Linked DNA regions of Mus musculus: all the other regions are linked to region 3. A link is a contact called in public Hi-C, HiChIP or PLAC-seq and promoter capture Hi-C data. All regions are on one chromosome and are shown on one strand. The core of a region is the stretch at or near the end of the contact, and the rest is flanking DNA. Distances in the headings are between cores, read along the strand shown. Region 1 overlaps Gm30568 (a long non-coding RNA gene). Region 2 has its middle 28 kb from the start of Gm30472. Region 3 holds the start of Tor3a (torsin family 3, member A). Region 4 overlaps Tdrd5 (tudor domain containing 5). Region 5 overlaps Gm30472 (a long non-coding RNA gene). Region 6 holds the start of Fam163a (family with sequence similarity 163, member A). Region 7 holds the start of Tdrd5 (tudor domain containing 5).

Region 1 (3,168 bases), core at 247-2,746, 400 kb after region 3:
AGGGAGATGAAATCAGAGGAGACTTAGCGCAAGGCTGCCCTGTATTTGCGGGGAAGGTGAAGAGACCGGTTTGCATTTCTCACTTCTCCCTCAAAGCGTGAAAACAACAGGCCAGGCTGGCCTGGTTGCTGCATTCTGTCTCCAGATTGTTAATGCCTTGCAAAGATTCCCTCCTGTACAGTGCATCCCGTCCCCAGGGTGGGGGAGGACAGCCACCCGGAGGGAGGTGCTGGTGACTCATTTCCCCAGAGATCACTCCTTGTGCTAGCAGGGCCATGATACCACATTGCTTTCATCATGCAAAAAATAAAACCCCCAGACTGGAAGTCTTGGCTCATCAGCCAACCTTCTATTCTATAAGGAAGAGCACGCTGCGAGAGAAAAGTACCCAGACAAGTGACTGTAAACTTTTACCCATAGATAAAGATATTGAGGCATTTTCTAATTAAAAAAAAAAAAAATCGCAGGCTGGAGGGATGGCTCAGTGGTTAAGAGCAGTGGCTACTTTCTCAGAGGTCCTGAGTTCAATTCCCAGCAACCACATGGTGGCTCACAGCCATCTATATTGGGATCCAAAGCCCTCATCTGGTTGTCTAAAGACAGTGACAGTGTACTCACATACATTAAATAAATCAATCTTTATTAGTCAAGGCCTGAGGCTGTAGCTGACTGTAGCTTATCCAGCATGTAGAAGACCCTAGCTTCCATCACCGCTACCCAACGGGGTTGGGGTGGAGGAATCTATTCTGATTCCTCAAAAGGTATGCTGAATAAAGAAATAGTGATTGACAGCCCTGAGGTCTGGGATTTCTGAGGCTCAGAGAACTGGAGGAGACACCTCTGGCTCAGAGCAAAACTGCGCTTAAGAAAAAGAATTGAAGTCCCAGGACACAGGTTCTGAGAATGGGAGGGAGCGGGGATTTCCTTACAGCAGGATTTGTCTGGTGTTGGAGGTCTCAACACTAATAAGGATACTGTTTTCTGACGGGCTCACTCACTTGACCAGAGAGGCCAAGCAGGGGAGGAGGGGGAAGAGGGCGAGGAGGAGGAGGAGGAAGGGGAGGAGGGGGAGGAGGGGGAGGAGGGGAAACTGCCAGGGCTCAGGAAGGGGACAAAAAGGCTATAAATGGATCCAGAAGCGTCAGAACCCAGAGATGGTGCTCTGGAAGTAAGCGGTATACAGCCAAGAGATCAAAGCAAAAGTTGACCCTAAGGTCTAGCTTTGACTACAGATCCACTGTGTCATCTCACCCCATCACCCTCCTGAACCCACTTCTGGTCCATCTGAGGCCTGGGAAAACTAATGGTCTCCGTGACTGTTCTGTGAGACTCAAATCCAAGGGGGGGGGGGGGGGCGGAGACAGCTCTTCACTTGCCTACGACCCCAAACGCCTGTCTAGTGCTCGATTTAACTCACTGGCCCAGCCTAGCTAAAATCAATTCTGTAATCCCAGGACAGAGCGCAGGGGCCTGCGCCACCTCGTGGGCGATATCGGAACTGCATGCATGCCTTGATCCTGGCATTCTCCCAGGGCATACTTCAGGACACAACACATTAGAATAGTGGCCCAGAGCCGGGCGTGGTGGCGCACGCCTTTAATCCCAGCACTCAGGAGGCAGAGGCAGGTGGATTTCTGAGTTCGAGGCCAGCCTGGTCTACAGAGTGAGTTCCAGGATCAGCCAGGACTATACAGAGAAATCCTGTCTAGAAAAACCAAAAAAAAAGTGGCCCAGAACACACAGCACTATCATTCCTCTGGTTCTTATGCTAGGAATAAACCAATGTTATTCCTGAAACGCCTTCCCCTTGCCTCCAGGGAAAAGAAACGGCAGTGGCGGTAATGCCAATAGTACAGCTAGTGACACTTATGTCAATGGACTTCAAATTCTCACTACTTCCCATGTCCTAGGCCAGTTCACTGGCAGCCCAGGGTAGAGTTGGACGTCTTCAGGACTATTACTATTACTACATGGAAGCTTGCGGCTCTGGGTTAAACATTACACACAGGCAGCGATTAGTCTCCAAGCCGTCCTTGCCCTTTACTCTAGTCCTGGATGCCCATTGAGTGGAAGCGACTCATCCACACCTGCCTCCTGCAAGGGTGGCCATGCCAAGGGCTCCTGGCTTTTCTTTTTCAGCCTTCAAGAAGAGAAGGGTTATTCTACGTTGCTAACTTTGCCTACCTACGGGAACAGTGAAAAGAAGGGAATCCTCTCCTAGGCGGAGGATGCTGCCAGCTGGCACCGGAACTCAGGCAGCCACAAGTGCATCTCTGCAACACCCCAGTGTGCTGCAGCGCCACCTGGCGGCCAGAGTGGCACTCAGCGAGGAGAGCCGGCCTAGATCGCCACTCCACCTGGTATCCAGTTCTGCAGTGGGTGGGAGCCTCGGGAAGACTCATTCTGCTGTTTCAGAGGTTTGGGCCCTCAGAGGTGGGGCTGCGTCCTGAGGCCGTGGTAAAGCAGCATGGCATCTCATGGCAAAAGCTGGGGACCTTGGGTCTCCTTAAGAGTACACCCCAGTGATCCAAGCTCTTCCCCCAACCTCTGACCTCTCACGTGCTCATGCATACACGTGCAAACAAATGAACACATACAACGCGTGCGCGTGCGCGCGCGCGCACACATACACACACACACACACACACACACACGCGCGCGCGCGCGCGCGCGAAAGTCGTAGAGTCAGGTGAGGTTCGAATCGGAAGAATGGAAATTGCTGGTGAATTTGGGTGTGTAAATAAGGGAAGAAGAATCAAAGGACGGGTGGGATAGATTGTCCTGAGTGTTTTGAGTAGAACAAGCTGACACCCACTGTTAGCCGAATAAAATTCAAAACCCTTTGCACAGTTTTTAAGTCTTTAAATTTCAAAGCATTTCTATGAGCTAAGTATTATTGTCCCCATTCTACAGGTGAGGAAACTGAGGCACAGAAAGTTTGTATGAAGTCACACAGCTATCAACTGGAGAGATTACAAGAGAGTACTGCTACGTCAGGCTCCCTCTTTTGAAAAAATGCCAAACTACAATTATTTAATTATTTGTTTTATTGACTTATTTATTCATTTAGGTGTGCGGTGGCATGGCTGTATAGGTCAGAGGATAACTTTTCAGAGGTGGTACTCTTCTCCTACCATGGAGGTCCTGGGAGTTCAAACTCAAGCTTTT
Region 2 (3,134 bases), core at 144-2,643, 430 kb before region 3:
TTTGGATGTTAGTGAAGAGATCAGCAGGTAATTAAGTCCCTTTGGGAGAGCCATCTTAGCGGATTTTACAAGGCAGGAGTCCTCAGCTTAGGGGCCATGATTAAAGCCAGAGCATGGAGACTCTTGCTAAGGCGCCCTCAAGCGTTAAGAAGGAAAGGAAAAGAGGACCTTGAAAGATGCTAGGGCTTGAGCAAGAGAAGAAATTCTAAAGGTGGAAGGGAGGTCCTGGAAACGAAGGATATCAGGAGGAAGTGTGGTCAGGCAGTCATGTGCCGACAGGTAGGGCGGGATGACATTGGTGGGGGACAAGGAGGGATGATCAGGGGATGGGGTTGGGGGAGTAGGTTGGGGAAGCAGGACATGGTGGGGGGGCTGACTGGTGGGCTGGGTGATGTGGCAATCTCATGAGACCTTGGCAGACACAGTTTTGGTAGTGTCGTGGGTGGAATCAGAAGGGTTTAAAGAGGGGACTGGAGACATGTAGAGAATGCGGTTCAGGTGACTGGCTGGAGAAATGCCACCTGTTTGGAGCCCGCCACTACTTTCTGAATGTGACTCCTGGGTAGAGAGTACTTACCTTTCTGATGCTCAAGTCACCTATAAAAATGGAACTGTAGTAGGAGTGTTGGGAAAATGGAAAACATAGAAAGTATGTCAATTGTGATAGGTCATATCATCAACATGGCAGGATCTAGAATCATCCGAGACAAGCTCTGGGCACATCTGTCTGGGATTATCTAGCTAAAATGAGTAATGGGCAGCCTACAGGGTGTGCCTTAATTACAGCAACTGAAGTAAGTAGTAGACCTGCCCTGAATTAGGGACACCTTTCAGTGGCAGCCTAGATACAAGGACTGATGGGTAGGCTTTGTGGTTTTCTTTTTCTTTTTTTCCTTCTTGCCTTCCCATTGTCCATTATTCTATCATTTCTGCCTGCACTGCTGCCTCCATTCTCTTTGGACACTAAAGCCCAGCATCTTTAGCCCTCCTCCTCTGTGGTCTGAAGACCTGCTGGTCCCAGGAATCCAGCCTCATAGACCAAGTGGTTAGCAGATGCTCACTCTCTCCAATGTGAAGGCAGCCATTGCTGGACTACCCAGACCATACAGGTAAGCCAGCATAACTTCCCTTTCTGGATATATTCATCCTATTGGCTCTGTTCCTCTGGAGAACTCTAATAAATTTATGTAATAAGTGCCTAGTAAAGCCATACTAACCTCACTATGACACAGTATTAATCTCTGCCACATTTGGGCAAGATACTTAACTCTTGTGCCTCGGCTCTCTTACACTGTAACATATTGTAACATGTGGTCATTGTCTGCCTTATACTGTAACATAATGTAACATATCATTGTTGGAATTGGGTTTTGCCTTTCTCTTGCTGCTAGGTGGCGCTAGAGGACAAGCACTAGATCCTCTATCACACAATATAGAGTTCCTGCAGGTTCTCCTAGCCAGGACACCACAAAGTAAGAACACTCCCCCTTCCACCCCTATTCCCCAGAGCCTTGGCTACTTCATATGTGCAAAGTATGTGTTCTACATGTAGCTGTATTCTCAGCCTGAGAAAATCCTTTTGGAGATTCACAGGCATGCCTGAACTGTGAGAATTTTATATTCTTCCTGCTAGAATTCTACAATGTACCAGCCTTAGTCCTAACGGAAGATGGCCATAGATTTTCTTTTGACTGAGCTGTCTTGGTTAGTGTAATTAGAGCCTTGTTAGGGTTTTCCCACTTCTTCCAAGGAATAAAGTCACAGTTTATTGCCAATTTCTGTAAAGGGGGAATGCTCTGGCTATTTTGCATAGAGTAAAATTAGAAAATAAATTGAAACCGTGGGAAGATGACCCTATGAGAATTACCCTAAAGCTCTATTCCCAAAGAACTCACTTGGAAGTCGCTTTAACTACTTTTCCAGGTTAAAAATGAATAATTGGAGTAGAGAAGCTCCAAGCTGCATGCTAAATTCGATTTTCTATAGTGCAATGGTAGGTACCTGCACTTGCTGGCGCGGCCGCAGAGTGCTTGTCCTCGAGCGCCATCTAGCAGCAAGAAACGACAAACACAGCCTCGAAAAGGCTCCACTTGCTTGACCCTTAGAGGGAAACAAGCCATAATTTGGCTGTTCTACTCACAAAGTCTGCTCTCAGGAGGAATTCAGTGAATTCTTGGGCTTACAATCGCCACACTGAAGTCCCACGAGGTCTTTAAAGCCGCTTTTAACCCCTCTCCATCACGGACCTGCTGCTCCAGAGGGAGTGCAGCTTGTCCCATGGGTGCAGAGGGACAGAGCACACGCTGGGCAGTGCCACCAAGGCTCCCTGTCCTTTTGTCAGGCCACCTGATGCTCTACTGTCACCTTTCAAATACAAAAGGAAGTACAGTGTGCTAAGGTTTTAGCAGCTATTCCTTTTTTCTTGTCCAGCTGCTGTTCTGTGAGCAAACCTTGAGAGCAGCTCTGGGCTTCTGGGAATATGTTGCCACACCGCCCAGGGCCAACATTAGCTCCTTGCTGTGAGTAGTGCCAAAAGCTATACAGATTCCGATACAAGGCTCACATCAAATTTGGTCAGCACGCAGTGGGAGGATGCTACGGGGGCGATAAAAGAATATATGATTTCAGTGTCCATCAGTCCAACCTAGGTCGCAGTCTTCGTTTCGGCCCATTTCAGATGAGACTGACTTCACAGCACTGTAGTTCTCAGTGTATTCCCAGGACAGCGGCCTGAGGGCTAAGCCTTGATCTGGCACAGTGGCTTACCGCATGAGGTGCTAGAGAGGAAAGGGGGCTCCAGAAGCAGGAAGGAGAGAGGATGCCGGCCGGCAGAGAGTGGCAAGGGAAGTTAGGGAAGCCTCTGATTCAGGGGGTGTGCTTGCACGTCCTTCCCCGAGCCTCACCATTCTTAAGTTTGACGGTTTCATGATGAGCACAGGGAGGCATGAGTATGTATGTATGTATGTATGTATGTATGTATGTATGTATGTATGTATGTTCAGCATTCTGCATAGTAGCTGTCAGCCGGATGCTCATTAGAACTACACGGAACCAGTTGAATCAGAATCTCTGAGGGATGTGGTCCAAGCGGAGCAGTATATTACTCACGAGATGTGGGAGGTGTTTGAGAGCTC
Region 3 (2,816 bases), core at 149-2,648:
CCCCCTCTCTCCACGTGCTCAAGGCCGGCCTCTCCGTCTCTGTCTCTCTCTCCTTCCTCTGCCTCTACTACCCTCTTAACTCCCCTTTCTTCCCCTGCTGGCCCTTCAGCGGGAAGGGATGCCTTGGCATGGGCCCACTGAGGCACCCCCTTTCCATACCTCCCCACAACCCCATAGAACATATCTTAAACTTCTTAATCTTTTTATAAACAAATCACTAAGTATCTCCATACTCTAAAAAACAAACAAACAAAACAAACAACAAAAACCCAGGAGGGCTGAGGGATGAAGTACTTGCCTGGCTCTCCTGAGGACTAGTATTTTGAAAACAGCCACATAGCAAGTATTTGGGCACTTTTCCTAGTTGGTATAATGTAACATCCGCTAAGGGCACTATCAGTGCTGCTGTTTTGTCGTCCCTATTGTTGGAGAGTGTCCTTTCTGGAAATCGTGGAGTTCAAAGTCTTGTCAGAGAGGTCCTCAAATAATTGCAGACCCGTGAGGGGTAGGTTTCTCACCAGTCGCTTCTCCATACTCACCAACCCCCTCCCCCAGATACCTGAACCCTGAAAATCACGTCAGCTCCAACCTGTCAAGTTGTTGGAGATCCTGCAATCGCCGCCGCCGCTGCAGCAGTCCTGAAAGCGACAGAGCCATGCAGTGAGCACATCCAGCGACCGCCGGCCCCACAGAGGAAGGCTCCAGCCTGGAAAGGAAATGCTATGAGATGGCAAGATAGGGACAAGAGAGACAGTCCTGAGGTTTCTCAGTGTGACAGCGCCCAAACCAGAGTTCAGGTCCCAACTCACAGCCAGGTTCCCTCGTACGCCCCAGCGCTTCCTCTCTAAGCCTTAGAAGTGAAAGTATCTGGGGTTGGGACAATCACCAAGTATGTCTACAAACGGCTTTCCTTAAACCATCATCAATAAAGCGAGCAAGAATGGGGAGGCTTGAGTGTCTAGAGAAATCAGGGCAGGTGAGGGGCGGCAGAGCAGCCAGACCTTTAGTTGTCCCTAGGGGCTGCACCTAGAGTCGTGCGGAGGTGGGGTGCAGTGACCAGGCCCCTGATGCAGGCCTGCAGTACGCAGTGCTTAAGAGTGAGACTGGCAGGTGAGCGAGGGGTCGGCGGCGGGGACCGCTCTTACCCAGAGGCGGCACGGGGGTCTCCTGGTCTTCACAGTGATCGGGCCACAAGGTGCAGCTGAAAAGCTCCCAGTACCGTTTGGAGAGGGCACCGGCCTTCCTCAGCTGCTCCTTCAGGCCTTTGACGCTCGGCCAAGGGGTGGGCTCGTCGGCCTCCTGGCCCTGCGCTCCCGGGGGGCGCAGCGGCAGGAGCAGCAGCAACCAGAGAGCGCCAAGAAACATGACCGGAGCGAGCGCTTCCGCCTCCAAGAGTCCCGGGACCCAGGACTCATCGACACCCACCAGCCGGCGCGGCCCAGGATTGGCGTCGCCGTGGTGACCGCTCCGCCCTCGCAGAGGCTGACTGAGCAACCCATCCTAATGGAACCAAGTTTCGATTCAGACCAGAGACCCATCCGAAATGAAACTCAAACTGGTGTCCCGGACTGCAGGAATCCTGAGCCCCTGTCTGCCCCTCGGGATGCAGGCTATTCTGGGGCATGCCTGTGGCCTCAAGTGGCCACGAAATGGCCACTGCCAGCCATTCAGCTGCGCCTCCCACATAAGAACCCCTTTTGGTGCCCTGCCCTCGTAGGTCAGCTTTCTGCCAACAGGAGGGTGATGAAACCGTCTGAGCAGGGAGCGTTTTTTTGTTGTCAGGGGAGTCAGCTGGGTGCAGAAGCAGTCCGAAGAGTGTGAGCAGTGGAGAGCTGGGTGGCCTGGTCCTCTAAAGAGGAAAATGAAACAGTAGAGAGCAGTGAGCAGCAGCAGGCTTTCATGGATGCCAGTCTAGCAGAAGCAAGAAGTAGGGTAGGATGGTATTTGAGTTCGGGAAAACCCCGGGTTAAGAGGAAATTGTATCATGTGAGAATTACAGATGTTAGGCTAAGTACTTGCCCACGCATAGCTAGGTTTTAAAACCTGATCAGATGCACCAGGAGGCAGAGGCAGAGGCAGGCACAGCTCTCTGAGTTCAAAGCTAGCCTTGTCTACATACTGAGTGCCAAGCCAGCTACAGTTACATAGTGAGACCCTGTCAATATTTAGAAAACACCAAAAACTCAGGCTTGGTTCCCAGCTTGGCATCAGGAGGAAGGTGGTGGAAATTAGAAGTGAGCCCTAGTGGAGGTCTTTGGGTTACTGGGGTGGGGGCATGTTCTTGAAAGAGAATTGTGGGTGAGCAGTTTTGTTCTACCAATTGCTCCCGCCACGATGCACTCTGCCCACCTTTCCCAGAGGTCTGTAAGTAGTGAACTTGACCTTCAAGGTTATGAACCAAATAAACTGTTTCTTTGATAACTCTCGGGTGCTTGCCAAGGTGGCAGGAAACTGACCCACTTCTTTACACTTAGTTGTAAATAAATAAATAAAATAAATAAATAAAATTTGTAAATAAGTAAAATAAATATCTGAGCATGCATGACAGTCTAACATACTATGGGTTTTTGTTATTGTTTGGATTTTTTGTTTGCCTGTTTTGTTTTCGAGACAAGGTTTCTCTGTGTAGCCCTGGCTGTCCTAGAACTCACTTGGTAGACCAGTTCACTTTGAACTGATTGCTATGTTGGGTGAGAGACAGCAGAAATCAGTCTTCTATGTGGATATCCAGTTTATCAGCACCATTTGTTAAAGAGGCTGTTCTTTTCTAGATGTATGCATTTTATATCTTTGTAAAATAATTAAATGGCTATGCT
Region 4 (2,965 bases), core at 324-2,823, 410 kb before region 3:
AGTGGAGTCTGAGCCTTGCTTACCAAGGTGGGAAGCAAACGCAACAGGCTCTCACCTCAGTCGAAGGTCTTAGGAGTGAAAGCCAGAGAGGACTGGAGCAAGAATGAAAGTGAGCTAAGACCAGACTGCCTTGACTGAAGGACTGCTGAGATCAGGTGGGCCTATGGGTATGTCTGTGGGTGGCTGCCTTGATTAACAGATGCAGAAGGGCATACATTAACCACAATTTCTAAGAATCAAAGTGATAAATCATGAACTGGTTATAATAATTCCAACTGGGCTCTACCTGTTGAATTCGGGTTGTGCTGGTATTTTTTTCTTGAGCAATGGGCCCTTCTGGTGTGTGAATTCCTCCTTTCACATCATTCGCAAGGCCTAAGGGCTGCCAGGAATCATCCCATATATCTTTAGATGTAGAAAAACACCAGTCCTATAAAGAAAAGCGTGCAACAGTAAATCACAACGCAGTGCCACAAGATCACAAAGCAAGGTAAGGTGACAGCGAGGGAGCAGTGTGCTGTAAACAACAAGAGGGGGTGTGGACTTCCAACAGGACAAGGACACAGTGTGTTCTAAGCAGCAAGAGGGATGCTGATTTCCATCAGTGACATCTTTCCTAAAGTCTGCAGTAAACACCTTCAATCCTTGGGCCTCGTGAATGGACACACACCATCGCCTAGCGAGACAGTTCCTGAGCACCTTAGTGCTTACCCACTTAAAAACCAACCACAGATCATTTTCAACTATGGCCTGACAATTCCTTCTCAATTCCAGCATTTACAACTTTCTAGAAGCCTGGTCTACCGGGTTTAAATTTCCTTTGTCAGCAGTTGATCTGCTGCTTGTTATCATAAGACTCTAACCTTTTGTGCCATTTCTCCACCTGTCTGATATTGTTTCTTCCCAACAAGGTTTGAAGTAAACAGCTGGGAGGCAGGACTCCCTGCCTTCCCCATTTTGGCCTGTAGAGGGAGCCAGTTCTCATCCCAAACATCGTCACCTATGGTCACTGACTCCAGGCATGGCATTCCAGTAGGGACCTCATCCTGAAACAGACCACAGGACAAACAAGTACTGTTGTTTTTATTTCCAAACATAAACACATTTTTAAAACTTAAATGCACAATTTTTTTCCTGGCTCTGAGTGGATACAAGTTTAATACACAATTTATTACATTTTGTTCCCCGATTTGCCAAAGAAATAAAGGCAAAGACATTTAAGGGCAATGCCTATGAGAGAGACTGGGAGAGGAGGCAAGGCCATCTACTCCCTGGGTGTAGAAAAGCCTCCATAACTGACTAAGGGGTCCTAACCGATCCCAGGCCCGAGTGTACAGTGGGGAGAGCTGAGAGGCCACCACATATACATAACACGTAAGCGCAGGAGCTTTCAAAGAGCAAAAGCAGAAACAAAGCTCTTATGCTAAGAGAGCAGAGGTGGATGGGAACAGGAGCATGAGATCAAAGTTGGCGTAGAAACAACGGCATCTCCAGCCTGCCTGCCCTGCGCCCAGGACTCAGACAACCGCTCTCTCTCATCCGCTAGAGCGACTTTTGGAAAGTTCAACATGTGGAATAAAGAGGAAGAAAGAAGGGTTTGTGTTAGTCAGCTTCCCATTACTCAGACCAAATTTCTAAGAGAATTCAAAAGGAAGAAAACTTCCTCTTGACTCATGGTTTCAGAGTTTTAGTCGAAGGTCAATTGCTGCTACAGATGTGGCCCTGAGGGGGACAGGTTATCACGCCAGTGAAGCATGTAAGGGAGGGGACTGTTCACTCCCAGTGGAATGAAGTTTAGTGGGAAGGACTGGAGAGATGGCTCAGAGGTTAAGAGCACTGACTGCTCTTCCAGAGGTCCTGAGTTCAATTCCCAGCAACCACATGGTGGCTCACAACCATCTGTAATGAGATCTGATGCCCTCTTCTGGTGTGTCTGAAGATAGCTACCGTGTATTACATATAATAAACAAACAAACAAATAAACAAAGACAGCCTACCTCATGAGGCTTCTACTAACTTACAATAATACCACGTGTGAGCAACCAAACTGTTTTTGGCACGTGGCTGTTGAGGGGCATTTTAGATCCCAATCTCCTGTCTATATCATGCAAAACCACATCCAGTCTGCCTTCAAGAGTCTGCAAAGCCTTAACTGTTCTCCAGCTGCTCAAAAATACAAACCAAAAACCTCCTGTGGGAACCAGGATCCAGGAGGGGGTAAGAGGCAGAGTCACCAACCCTAGAACAGACTCCGGAGGCCAGCAGTGAGGTGCTGATCTACCTACTGCACAGCAGCGAGCGTGTATCATACAGCCTTTGAACCAATGGGAACTGACAGAAGCTCTGGAGTAGCCAACTCCCCCACTGTCACTATGGGGAGGTGCCAGGCTGCCAGCACTTGAGGGGACTTCTGTAAAGATGGGGGGCAGGATGGGGGGCAGCCACTGCCCTGTTCCGGGCTCATTCTAAGGTTCCACTAGTTTGCTAGGATTCTCTATTTTGTGTCACACGGTATGCCAGCAGACATGGGGACTCACTATGAAAGCCACCTAGGGGCTACAGCACCCATATCTCAAAAACTCTCGGCTTTGAACCCTGCAAAAAAAAAAAAAAATGAAGTTAAGGATCCAGAGACAGGTGCATCTCTGTGAGTCCCAGGGCAGCTGGAGGTATATAGTAAGATCCTGTCTCAAAAAGCAAAAACCAACCAAACAAAAAGATATATATACACTTTATAATAGCACAGGGGTAAACCCTCTATTCCAAATAAGAAATAGGAGAATACTAAGAAAGGATTGGATCAAAACAGTAGCAAAACCAACCGGGCCGCAGTAAAATCTGTACGCAGGGAACACGGTGGTAAGAAAGAGCTCTGCTGACCCCGTCCCACATTAGTCATTAGGGAAACATGTTCGAAGCATTCTGAGATGTTACTATATGCTTCTCAGAGGAGCTCAAAACAAAA
Region 5 (2,909 bases), core at 195-2,694, 450 kb before region 3:
GTCCTGAGGCAAGAGTCAAAGTGTTACTTCTGACTCAGCAAAGCTACCTAGGGGACTAGACAAGAAGCCAAGTCAGCAGGGACAGCTGCCACCTTTGACCTTTGTGCCCGAGCTGATGTCTTCACTTACGTTAGGTGGGGGCTTGTTTCTACCAGCACCATTCCATGCTCTCAGGAGAGGAAACCCATTGCTTAGCCCTGGTGTGCTGCTGCTGTGGCTGACTGCACATGGCATCCTGACAGCTTCCACCAGAGGCTGTCACCACCCTGGGAGGACAGAGGGTCTCCTGTGGCATGTGAGGGGACCAGCCCAGAGAGGTACTGAGTTACAGTCCTGCTCTTTGGAACCCACGGCCCGTCATTTTTTATACCAATCTCAAGCACTGCCCTTATTTCAGCCAGGGCTGATGGAAGGCCAGGCCCCAAAGGTAGGAGGCTGATGCTCAGACCTCCTAATGGAGCTTGACAGCAGCAAGATTAAAAAGCAGGAGCGCAGCACCCCGAAGCAGTGCGGGGAAGCACCCACTCGCCGCCTCTCCCTCTATCAGCACTTTGGTTCAGAGAGCTGAACCATAAAGATTAATCTTTTCATAGAAACAGAGGTTGGAAGAAAAAAAAAAGAGGAAAGAATGGGAATGGGGCTGAAAGCACTCTGAGAACAGGAAAGGAGGACAGAGGTGAACTTTGCTGGGCACTTCCAGGAGCTGCGAGCTCAGCTGTCTCCACAGCAAACCCCTGTTGGAGGCGGAGATGGGAGATCTCCGTATGCAAGGAGTGACAGGGGCAGTGGTGTTACAATGCCAGTCCTACCCATCTGTAAAACCAGGCCAGCTCAGGAAGAAGCCACTGTGGCTCCACAGCAAGAGACAAATGTTAAAGGCACGGGAGACTCCTTCTCAGACCTGCCCAGCCTGGTGACTCTCTCTCCATCATGTCCTCAGCCCAATGCCCCCCACCTCCCCGTGCCCACTGCTTGCACCGCCCTGGATTGTGACTACTTTGTCTTTGTACTGAATGGACTTTCACCTGGCTGGCTCTTGTGATCCATGCAGCAATGGATTAAAATGAAACTGGAATGTCTACATCCCATACTCATCCGAAGGGAATTCAGAGAAGCTGGAGGGTGGAGATCTGAATACAGTTGACTGAATAAGCCACAACCATTTGAAACAAGTGAGTTTCAACGCAAAGCAGTAACCGATGGGAATGTGTACTGAACACATGCACTAGTGCACACAGACACACACCGTAGAGCATTCCATTAGCAGAGATCATCGGAGGGATTTGAGGAACAAATATATTTCAAGGAAGAGAAACCACGGGATCTCAGGATGCTGGCAGGAAGAGAAACAGACACCCCTCCCCCCATCCCAGCCCTGGTGCCCTGGAGATGAGAAAGGAATGCCTTCCTGGAACTACAGCTGGCCAACTGCGCACAAACTGATAAGCGTGTGAGAGGACTTGCTAGTGTGCTCTGTTCGGCCTTGTGTTTTGAGATGGGGCCTAACTCTGGGTCCCAGACTGCCTGAGAACTTGTTCTAATCGTCCAGCCTCATTCATCTCTCACCAGTACTGGGATTATGGAAATAAGCTGGCATGCCTGACATGCTAATCCAATTCTCCAACAGGTCTTCCATACTACACAAAAGTCCAGGTCTTGAAACAATAGTGGCTTAAGGACAAAAGCCATTTAACTCTCCCCTCTACTAGAGCAGCTGACCTCTTTGACTGCTTTGTCATTCTATCCTTGTGGCAAAGTCTTGGCCACCTGTGTGCTCTAGGTAGTGGCATCTCACAGACAAACCCACAAAAAGCAAACAGTCACATAAGTATGTCTTTCTAAAATTGTCACAGGATGGATGGAAATGCAAGAAAACCTCCCTGGAGACCAGAAGTTGCCTGAGTACTCTCACGTGGGTCCTGTGATAGGCCTGAAGATGGGCCAGAAGCAGCAGAGAGAAGGAGAGAGGCTGGATGCTGCTGGAAGCCTGGTCCATGACAGCATCCTCCAAAGCACTCTTCAGGCTAAAATGAGCTTCATCCAGCCTCATCTTGCCAGTAACAAATACATCCGACAGCCAGTTGACTGTTGTAATTCCTGGAAGAGGAACTTTGGTGGTCTGTCTTGGCCAAAGGTACCACGGGAAGTGTGAATATGTCTGTGCACTTGTGGCAGAGTGAGGCAGGCCCGGGGCTCAGGAGTTCTCTGTGCCATTTTGGCCGACCTGCACAGCAACACTCCAGTACCTGTCCCGCTGCCCTACCTACCCCTAGGAAAAGCTGTAGAGTCAGTTGCCTAACACCATCCCATTTCCAATCCCTTCTTCAACCTTCTTCCTCAAGTTCCTATCTCTACCGTCCATCCCAGGTCCCCAGTATTTTTCTTGCAGGGGTCACATGCCACATTGCTGTGTATCATTTAGTCTGCACTTCACATTTTGTCAAGCATTTGATAAAGTTGATTGTGGTCTCTGTTCTAGATGGCTGTACTGGCTGGTTTTGTGTGTCAACATGACACAGGCTGGAGTTATCACAGAGAAAGGAGCTACATTTGGGGAAGTGCCTCCATGAGATCCAACTGTGGGGCATTTTCTCAGTTGGTGACCAAGGGGGGCAGGCCCATTGTGGGTAGTACCATCTCTGGCCTGATAGTTTTGGGTTCTATAAGAGAGCAAGCTGAGCAATCCAGAGGAAGCAAGCCAGTGAGTAATATCGCTCCATGGCCTCTGCATCAGCTCCTGCTTCCTGACCTGCTTGAGTTCCAGTCCTGACTTCCTTTGGTGATGAACAGCAATGTGGAAGTGTAAGCTGAATAAACCCTTTCCTCCCCAATTTGATTCTTGGTCATGATGTTCGTGCAGGAATAGAAACCCCGACTAAGAGAAGAATCTTCTAAGTTGAGGCTCTCTC
Region 6 (2,930 bases), core at 398-2,897, 470 kb before region 3:
AGGAGGCTGGGGAATTAGAAGTTATCAGAGTGTGCCTTTGTTCCTTCTTTCCTTTGGTTCACCTATGGCTGGAATGAAAAGAACAGGATTAAAACCTCTGTGACTTCCAAAACTTCTTTAGTAATGGAAAGGGGCTGTCTTTTCTCCGAAGACTGCAAAGCCCAGGGGCTCTTTAGTGAAGTATCTGTCACCCATCAATGTTTTCTCATACTTCCTCCTATTGTGTCTGGAATTGTCTCTCCTGGGACCGGCTCTGACACAGGCAGGATCCAGAGATCCCACGGCACACATCAATCCCTGCCAGTTACCGGGTTGCCTCCCTGGAACCCCTCAGCCTACTTGAAAGACCCCCAGTTCCTGTTCTCCTACAGTCAGGCCAGTAATGTGGTCCTGAACGAGGAGAGGGTCTGCTGTCCTCACAGAATGGAAAACCTAGAGAATGGGTCTGAATTGGTTACCTGCCACATCAAACCTGTTAAGAAGCACAAATGTCCAGGGCCCCACAGGTCCACGCAGAGAAAAGGAATGTCCTGGCGAGACCAAACACCAAAACAAACAAAAACAATGCCCTCCCCCACTCCCCAGTCACAATCAAAGGGGATGAATAGCCCTGGGAGCTGATAGTTCTTATGTTTCTTTCCGGCTTTTCTTCTTTGTCTTCTGGGTCTCAGAGCTCTGAGGACACCACCCTTCTAGGGAGTCTTGTAGAGCACCAACATTAGCAGTAAAGCTTGGGGTGACCAGGACCCAGCAGCAGACTCCAAGACTTTGTCCCTTGGTCCCTGGTCTCTATTTGGGTCAAGCCTTAATGCCACTAGCTGAAGCTTCCTTGCGACTGACACAGGGTCAGGGATGCAGATACAAGAGATGGTTCCGGGGGTCCAGAAGCAAGCAGGCAATGAACCTGGCAGGGAGCTGGACCTCTAAACAGCCAGGAACCTCCGGCTGCCCTGGACCCGGAGTCTCTGGCAAAGACAACTGTCCTCGAACTCCCTCCCGTTGTTGTGCCCACACATCCCGCCCCTTGAAGCACCTCTGCCCTCATTATTTCGTAAAACTTCAGGAAAATCTCTAGCAAGCCTGCTGGAACCTGGAGGCATCAACCGACGGCTGCCCATGAGCAGGGCAGCGCTCTCCAACCCCCCGCACCCACCCATTGCCTAGGAGATCGGGGTGGGGGGGACATCCAGTGTCGCTTGCCCTGCGAGTGGTCTCCTAGGGTCCCAGAGTGTCGCCAGCACCAAGGCTCAGCCTCCGCATCCCCATGAAAGAAGGCCGGAGCAGGGAAAGTGGTGAGGGGCTGATCGGTGAGGACCGGTGGAAGCGAGGGGCTCCAGGGGCCGGCAGCCCGCAGCCTCCCACCAGCGCCTCTAGGAGCTGCTGCGGGAGCCAGGACGCGGAGCCCGGTTAAGGCGGGTGCTCTGCGCAAGGCGGCGCCGGGGCGCGCTTACCTAGGTGTTCAGGCGCCCCCGACAGCGCTCTAGCGCCGGGCACATCCACGCACCGAGCCCAGAGATCCGTCTGCTGCTCCGCCGCGCCGCCTCACTCCCTCTGCGTAGGAAATTGCCTCCTGGGTCCCCGGGTCCGGGCTTCTCTCCGCCGTGGCTCTTGCCGTGGCTCCCACTCAGCGCTGCCCTGGACTCTGCGCGCCTTCCTCCCAGCGCCGGTGGCCCTGCCGGCCCACGTGAGGCTGCTCTGCCCGCCCCGGCTCTGAGAGCACTGGCTGGGTACCCAACCTTGAATCTCCTGGCTCCTCCAGGTGGCCGAGGATGGGGGCAGGTGATAGGAGCTAGAGGGTGTCCTGAGAGAATCCCCAACCCGCAAGGAGGATTGCTCTTAGTGGGGTGATGGGTCAGCTGGAGTGATGGTCCAGAAAAATCTCTCACTCAGGTTCGCAGCCTTTTAGCCCAAGAAACACAGAGCCCAGCAGTCGGGGCTCTCCAGGGATGACTCAGTAGTGGGGACTTAGGGAGCTGCAGACGGGGTCCAGAATGGAAAATCTCGAAAGAGAGTTTAGGCGCCAGAGTGCGTAGCTGTCCACTGAAGGGGGATCACCTCAACAGCTACCTTCAAGGCACATCTAGGCCAGGGAGTCTAGTGACAGCTGAGGTCCCTCGTGGAGGGGGCAGAGTTAGAGTATGTGCGTGTCAGATCTGTCAGGAAAGAGACAAGAGGAACGTTAGTGATGATAGGGATTTCTTTACTGATGTCTCCTTAATTTTTTTACATGTATGTATGTATGTATGTATGTATGTATGTATGTATGCATGCATGCATGCATGTATATGTAGATGTCCATACTATAGCCTTGCTGGAATCAGTTCTTTCCTTACACCCTGTGGGTCCCAGGGATTAAACTCAGGTGGTCAGACTTGGCAACAAGTGCTTTACAACTGAGAGGTGCCTGTGAACTGTACCCCAAACAGGAAAATTGTGCTGGTAGTCGTTGGAAGGTTTCCTTGGAGAACAGGACAGGAGGAGAGGGAAGGAAGTTAGCCTAGCCAAAGCTTCTCAGGCCAGAATTCCTTTCTCAGAATCCTACCCACTTCACAGGCTTGTTTCACAAACCCTGACGATTCAGAGGAAGGAGAAGCTGGGTCCTGCAGGATAAGCTCGGCTTTTTCCCCCACTACAGTCAGGATGTTTTCTTCTTCACATCCTGCATAGTCTGAGTGGTTCGAGGGAAAGACCGCAGATTTGAGAAACCAAAATGAAATTCCAAACACGAGACATGATAGGTCCCCAGTGTGATCCGATCAAGGAATAAGAAAGATGTCACCAGGGTAGACTACTCATCTCATTCCCCCTCCACCCCGCCCCTGCAGGGGAACTTCTGTAGTTCAGAACCTCATTACTTTCTCTTCACAGGTTTTAAATATGCAGCCCACATTTCCTCTGTGTACCACCTTTTCTCACCACAGTGGAATCTC
Region 7 (2,972 bases), core at 434-2,933, 370 kb before region 3:
TCGTCCAAAACGCCTGGCAAATGCCTTTTCAAAGTCAGAAAGGAGAACGGGAGACAATGCCAAAAGGTCTTTCAACTCACTCTTCACTACAGCTGGAAGAATTGGGGGCACCCTTCCTCGGTAAGGCACCCGGCCAGAGCATATGCTGGGTCTTCCCTTTGGCATGGAGTTTCGGACCTTATGGCTCCTTCTCTGCTTTGCAACCAAACTTGCTATTCCTTTGGTGGATTCGTCTGGAATGGCTAAGAAGATATGGGGACAGTGGAGAAATCACTTTCAAGTAAAACACATACTCCATTTACCCTTTGTATCTACAATTACACCGGCAATTTTTAACTCTCCACAGAGCTGTGTATGTAGGTAGAGTAAGACAAAGCTGTTGGGTCCATCATTTCTGACATTCTGACCAATAAAAGCTTCCCAACTCCTCTACCAGCTGGAAGATGTTTTACTGCTAATCAGGGTCTGGAAGTGTCACTAATTTGTGCCTAGTGAAATTTAAAATGAGTGTTAGGAACTTAGGAATGGGGATTTGGGAAGCTGTTTTGGCTTTCCTTTGCTCTCACTTCCCCCAACAACCTCAAAGGTACCCATGACTATCACCCCAGTTAAAATCCTCCGCCCTGGGATACGGGATATTGTACTTAGTGGTACATCTTAACTGTAAAGGCTCATGTAGACCTTCCAAAGTCTTAAACCTACCTTTCAGTATTACGGTACCATCCCCACCGGGGCAGACACTAACCACATCGGGCATATCCAACACCAGTTCCATAGTGGACCGATATCCAAGGATTCGGAGCGGGAGATGGTTGCCAACCATCAAAAGGTACTCCTTTTCCAACTGTTGTGGAGTCAAACCATCCTTAGTGGAAATAAGAAGGGACCTTATCTCTTTCCTCAGACAGTCCTGTATACGCTCTTGTTCAGACATCGTGCTACAGGATTGAAGGGGGGGAAAATGCTCTTGAAAGTGGTTAAACCAGGACAGAACAAAACCCATAAGCAACCAAGCAAACAAACAAACCAGCCCTGGCTGTCCTGGAACTCACTCTGTAGACCAGGCTGGCCTCGAACTCAGAAATCCGCTGCCTCTGCCTCCAGAGTGCTGGGATTAAAGGCGTGCGCCACCACGCAAAAACCTTTTAACGACCAGCCATGTTATATAAAAACTCAGATGTGAGTTTTACAGGCGATAAGGCTTAAAGCAATACCCTAAGTGTTCCAAGGCTCCTGCAGCACAAGCTCTCTGGCCACACTCACTACAAACTCCAAAGCTCAGCTTGTAGGGATGAGCCCTCCCAATCCTCGCAGCTGGCTGGCATTAAGTCCCAACTGGGCCCGGCTAATAAGGAAGCTTAAAGGGTGATCTCAAGTTCCTTAGAGGGTGTCATTCCCCGCTGCTGCTCAGTATCAGATGGAATCTCTCAGCCGGTCTTTGGGAACCAAGGGTCGCGGTGCATGAGTGACCAGGAGAAGCGTGAGCGGATCGCAGACCGCCTGGTCGCCTCCATGGACTCGGGAAGGGTGGGGGTCCCGGGGTCCCTCCCTCCTTCAGCTGGTCCTCCCGTCTGCCCCGTGCTCTTCCCGTGATCTGAGTCATGCTGAGGACCGCGGTAGCGTATCCCTCTGCGGCCCGCCACTACCTGGCTGCGGCTCGCCCGCCTCGCTCCCTCGCACCCGCGCTGCCGTTGCGCGCCGCAGGTCCGGGACGCTCCGGGAGGGCCGCGGAGAAGCTGAGCCGGCGAGGGTCTCGCGCGCCTGCGCACTGCGGGCCGTCCGGTCCGGTGCGCCACGTTCCACGCGAGCGGGCGCGGCCGGTGTGACGGTTAGCGGAGACCTAGCGTGTGGGTGCGGGTGAGGCCGAGGACCGGCTCCCCCTCTGGGACGGCGCTACAACCCGCCGCATCTACCTCCTCCCGAAGCCGCGGGAAGACGCAGGTGCCGCTGGACCACCCTCCACCTGAGCCCTGCGGCGCCGCCCGGCCCCGCCCCGCCCCGCCCCCAGGCACCTGCGGGGGGCGGGGACCGCGGCGGAGGCACATGCGGATCCTGCGGATCCAGGACTAGTGCCCCCCACCCCGCCCCGCCCCGCCGGAAGCTCGCCTCGCCCCCGTAGGTCTGCGCTTATTTGGGGGAAAAAATTAAGAGCGAGTCTGATTCTTGAGAATTACTGCTGACCTTAAAGCGACTTTGACTCCTAGAAGAGAGGAATGGATGGATGGACGGACTTTTGGAATGAAGAACATCCCAGGAGCAATGGAAAGAAGAGAAGTGGGAGACTATGGAGGATAATTTCATTTGGATATGTTTGCTGGATTTGTAGAGTAAACTAGATTGACAGGAGTCCTCAAAAACTAGCAAGTAGAAATGCAGGATATGAATACCTTTCCCTTAACTGTATGCACTCTTAAATGGACAACCTAAAAGATACTCAAAGGATTCAACTTAAGAGGCCGGAAACTAGGTGGGGTGATGCACACCTGTTGAGCCTAGCTCTCTGGAGGTGGAGAGAGGAAAGCCCCAGCTGGAGACTGGCCGGTTGCATAAAGGGGGCGGGATCCCTAAGCCATTCTTGCCTAAAACCCGTAAGTGAATATTCCAAGAGAACAAAATGTACCATCAATGAATGAGGACTATTAAAGAATCCCTAAAAAACTAAAACTAGAAAGGATTTATATCTTCGGTTTATAGTAGAGCAGTTGTAGCTGATAAGTAGATTAACAGAACATCCTAAAATGAAAAATGGACCCAAATACTGCAGCATTTCAATGACAAGTTTTAGAAGGAACACGTCTTCATATTTTTAAGGGCCCATTGAGTCCTCGGAACTAACTAAAACAAAAATCCCTTCTTACACAAAGCCTAGGAGAAAAGGAATGGAGATTTTAGGTATGAACAGCTATCTCTAAAACAGTGTTAATTAGATTGCCATTGGAGTAAAACCTACCCAGATGAATCTTTTTCCATTG

What was found. Promoter capture Hi-C pulls out the DNA fragments that hold promoters and counts their contacts. Hi-C and Micro-C count contacts between places; a contact is called where the count stands out from the background. HiChIP or PLAC-seq counts read pairs in DNA pulled down with a chosen protein or histone mark.
Region 1: a Hi-C map of pancreatic cancer cells shows a contact between it and region 3, with 4 times the contacts expected there. The contact joins the enhancer-like site here to the promoter of Tor3a in region 3. A contact is called at or near these places in 11 of 39 promoter capture datasets (the 3T3-L1 cell line, the C10 cell line, the HPC-7 cell line and 7 more), 4 of 15 datasets of contacts at CTCF or cohesin (the NIH/3T3 cell line, embryonic stem cells and large pre-B cells), 6 of 484 Hi-C or Micro-C datasets (B cells, the N1E-115 cell line, embryonic stem cells and 2 more), 16 of 115 datasets of contacts at active chromatin or transcription factors (the 230-238 cell line, embryonic basal ganglia, embryonic forebrain and 9 more) and 2 of 9 other capture datasets (adipose tissue and liver).
Region 2: an H3K4me3 HiChIP or PLAC-seq map of the SCID.adh cell line shows a contact between it and region 3, with 8 times the contacts expected there. The contact joins the enhancer-like site here to the promoter of Tor3a in region 3. A contact is called at or near these places in 12 of 39 promoter capture datasets (the 3T3-L1 cell line, 3T3-L1-derived adipocytes, the HPC-7 cell line and 7 more), 2 of 484 Hi-C or Micro-C datasets (cerebellum and growing oocytes), 6 of 115 datasets of contacts at active chromatin or transcription factors (the 230-238 cell line, the SCID.adh cell line, epiblast stem cells and 3 more) and 1 of 9 other capture datasets (embryonic stem cells).
Region 4: an H3K4me3 HiChIP or PLAC-seq map of bone marrow-derived macrophages shows a contact between it and region 3, with 2.8 times the contacts expected there. The contact joins the enhancer-like site here to the promoter of Tor3a in region 3. A contact is called at or near these places in 13 of 39 promoter capture datasets (the 3T3-L1 cell line, 3T3-L1-derived adipocytes, the HPC-7 cell line and 8 more), 6 of 484 Hi-C or Micro-C datasets (cerebellar granule neurons, cerebellum, embryonic stem cells and 2 more) and 5 of 115 datasets of contacts at active chromatin or transcription factors (bone marrow-derived macrophages, cardiomyocytes, extraembryonic endoderm stem cells and 2 more).
Region 5: a contact with region 3 is called in a FOXA1 HiChIP or PLAC-seq map of pancreatic cancer cells. The contact joins the enhancer-like site here to the promoter of Tor3a in region 3. A contact is called at or near these places in 3 of 39 promoter capture datasets (the 3T3-L1 cell line, frontonasal cranial neural crest and pre-B cells), 1 of 484 Hi-C or Micro-C datasets (growing oocytes) and 1 of 115 datasets of contacts at active chromatin or transcription factors (pancreatic cancer cells).
Region 6: a contact with region 3 is called in a promoter capture Hi-C map of hippocampal neurons, with 3 times the contacts expected there. The contact joins the promoter of Fam163a here to the promoter of Tor3a in region 3. A contact is called at or near these places in 3 of 39 promoter capture datasets (frontonasal cranial neural crest, hippocampal neurons and pre-B cells).
Region 7: a contact with region 3 is called in an H3K4me3 HiChIP or PLAC-seq map of embryonic stem cells, with 10 read pairs. The contact joins the promoter of Tdrd5 here to the promoter of Tor3a in region 3. A contact is called at or near these places in 3 of 115 datasets of contacts at active chromatin or transcription factors (embryonic stem cells, extraembryonic endoderm stem cells and stem cell-derived neural progenitor cells) and 1 of 9 other capture datasets (pancreatic islet).

What each region holds. Positions count from the first base shown.
Region 1 is chr1:157,074,970-157,078,137 of GRCm38.p6, forward strand. All of the region lies in intron 1 of Gm30568 (a long non-coding RNA gene), which reads right to left. Among named protein-coding and RNA genes, the nearest start is that of Gm30568, 5.1 kb to the right of the region's middle. Within about 2 kb of position 1,497, at least 55 of the 459 cell types and tissues checked have an H3K27ac peak or open chromatin away from gene starts, as enhancers often do. A contact at or near this core is called in the 230-238 cell line, B cells, the HPC-7 cell line and 3 more, where this site is marked.
Region 2 is chr1:156,239,873-156,243,006 of GRCm38.p6, forward strand. No RefSeq gene overlaps it. Among named protein-coding and RNA genes, the nearest start is that of Gm30472, 28 kb to the left of the region's middle. Within about 2 kb of position 1,394, at least 16 of the 459 cell types and tissues checked have an H3K27ac peak or open chromatin away from gene starts, as enhancers often do. A contact at or near this core is called in the SCID.adh cell line, where this site is marked.
Region 3 is chr1:156,672,941-156,675,756 of GRCm38.p6, forward strand. It overlaps Tor3a (torsin family 3, member A), which reads right to left and starts at 1,399. Exons shown (of 6, transcript NM_023141.2): 1 at 1,146-1,399; 2 at 590-706. The coding sequence starts at 1,365.
Region 4 is chr1:156,262,543-156,265,507 of GRCm38.p6, forward strand. It overlaps Tdrd5 (tudor domain containing 5), which reads right to left. Exons shown (of 18, transcript NM_001134741.1): 15 at 864-1,046; 16 at 287-430. Among named protein-coding and RNA genes, the nearest start is that of Tdrd5, 39 kb to the right of the region's middle. Within about 2 kb of position 1,574, at least 23 of the 459 cell types and tissues checked have an H3K27ac peak or open chromatin away from gene starts, as enhancers often do. A contact at or near this core is called in bone marrow-derived macrophages and trophoblast stem cells, where this site is marked.
Region 5 is chr1:156,221,432-156,224,340 of GRCm38.p6, forward strand. It overlaps Gm30472 (a long non-coding RNA gene), which reads left to right. Exons shown (of 3, transcript XR_865656.1): 2 at 1,854-2,134; 3 at 2,480-2,516. Among named protein-coding and RNA genes, the nearest start is that of Gm30472, 9.8 kb to the left of the region's middle. Within about 2 kb of position 1,445, at least 66 of the 459 cell types and tissues checked have an H3K27ac peak or open chromatin away from gene starts, as enhancers often do. A contact at or near this core is called in pancreatic cancer cells, where this site is marked.
Region 6 is chr1:156,203,379-156,206,308 of GRCm38.p6, forward strand. Fam163a (family with sequence similarity 163, member A) reads right to left here and starts at 1,648. Exons shown (of 5, transcript NM_177838.3): 1 at 1,452-1,648.
Region 7 is chr1:156,301,665-156,304,636 of GRCm38.p6, forward strand. It overlaps Tdrd5 (tudor domain containing 5), which reads right to left and starts at 1,684. Exons shown (of 18, transcript NM_001134741.1): 1 at 1,647-1,684; 2 at 703-938; 3 at 1-242. The coding sequence starts at 934.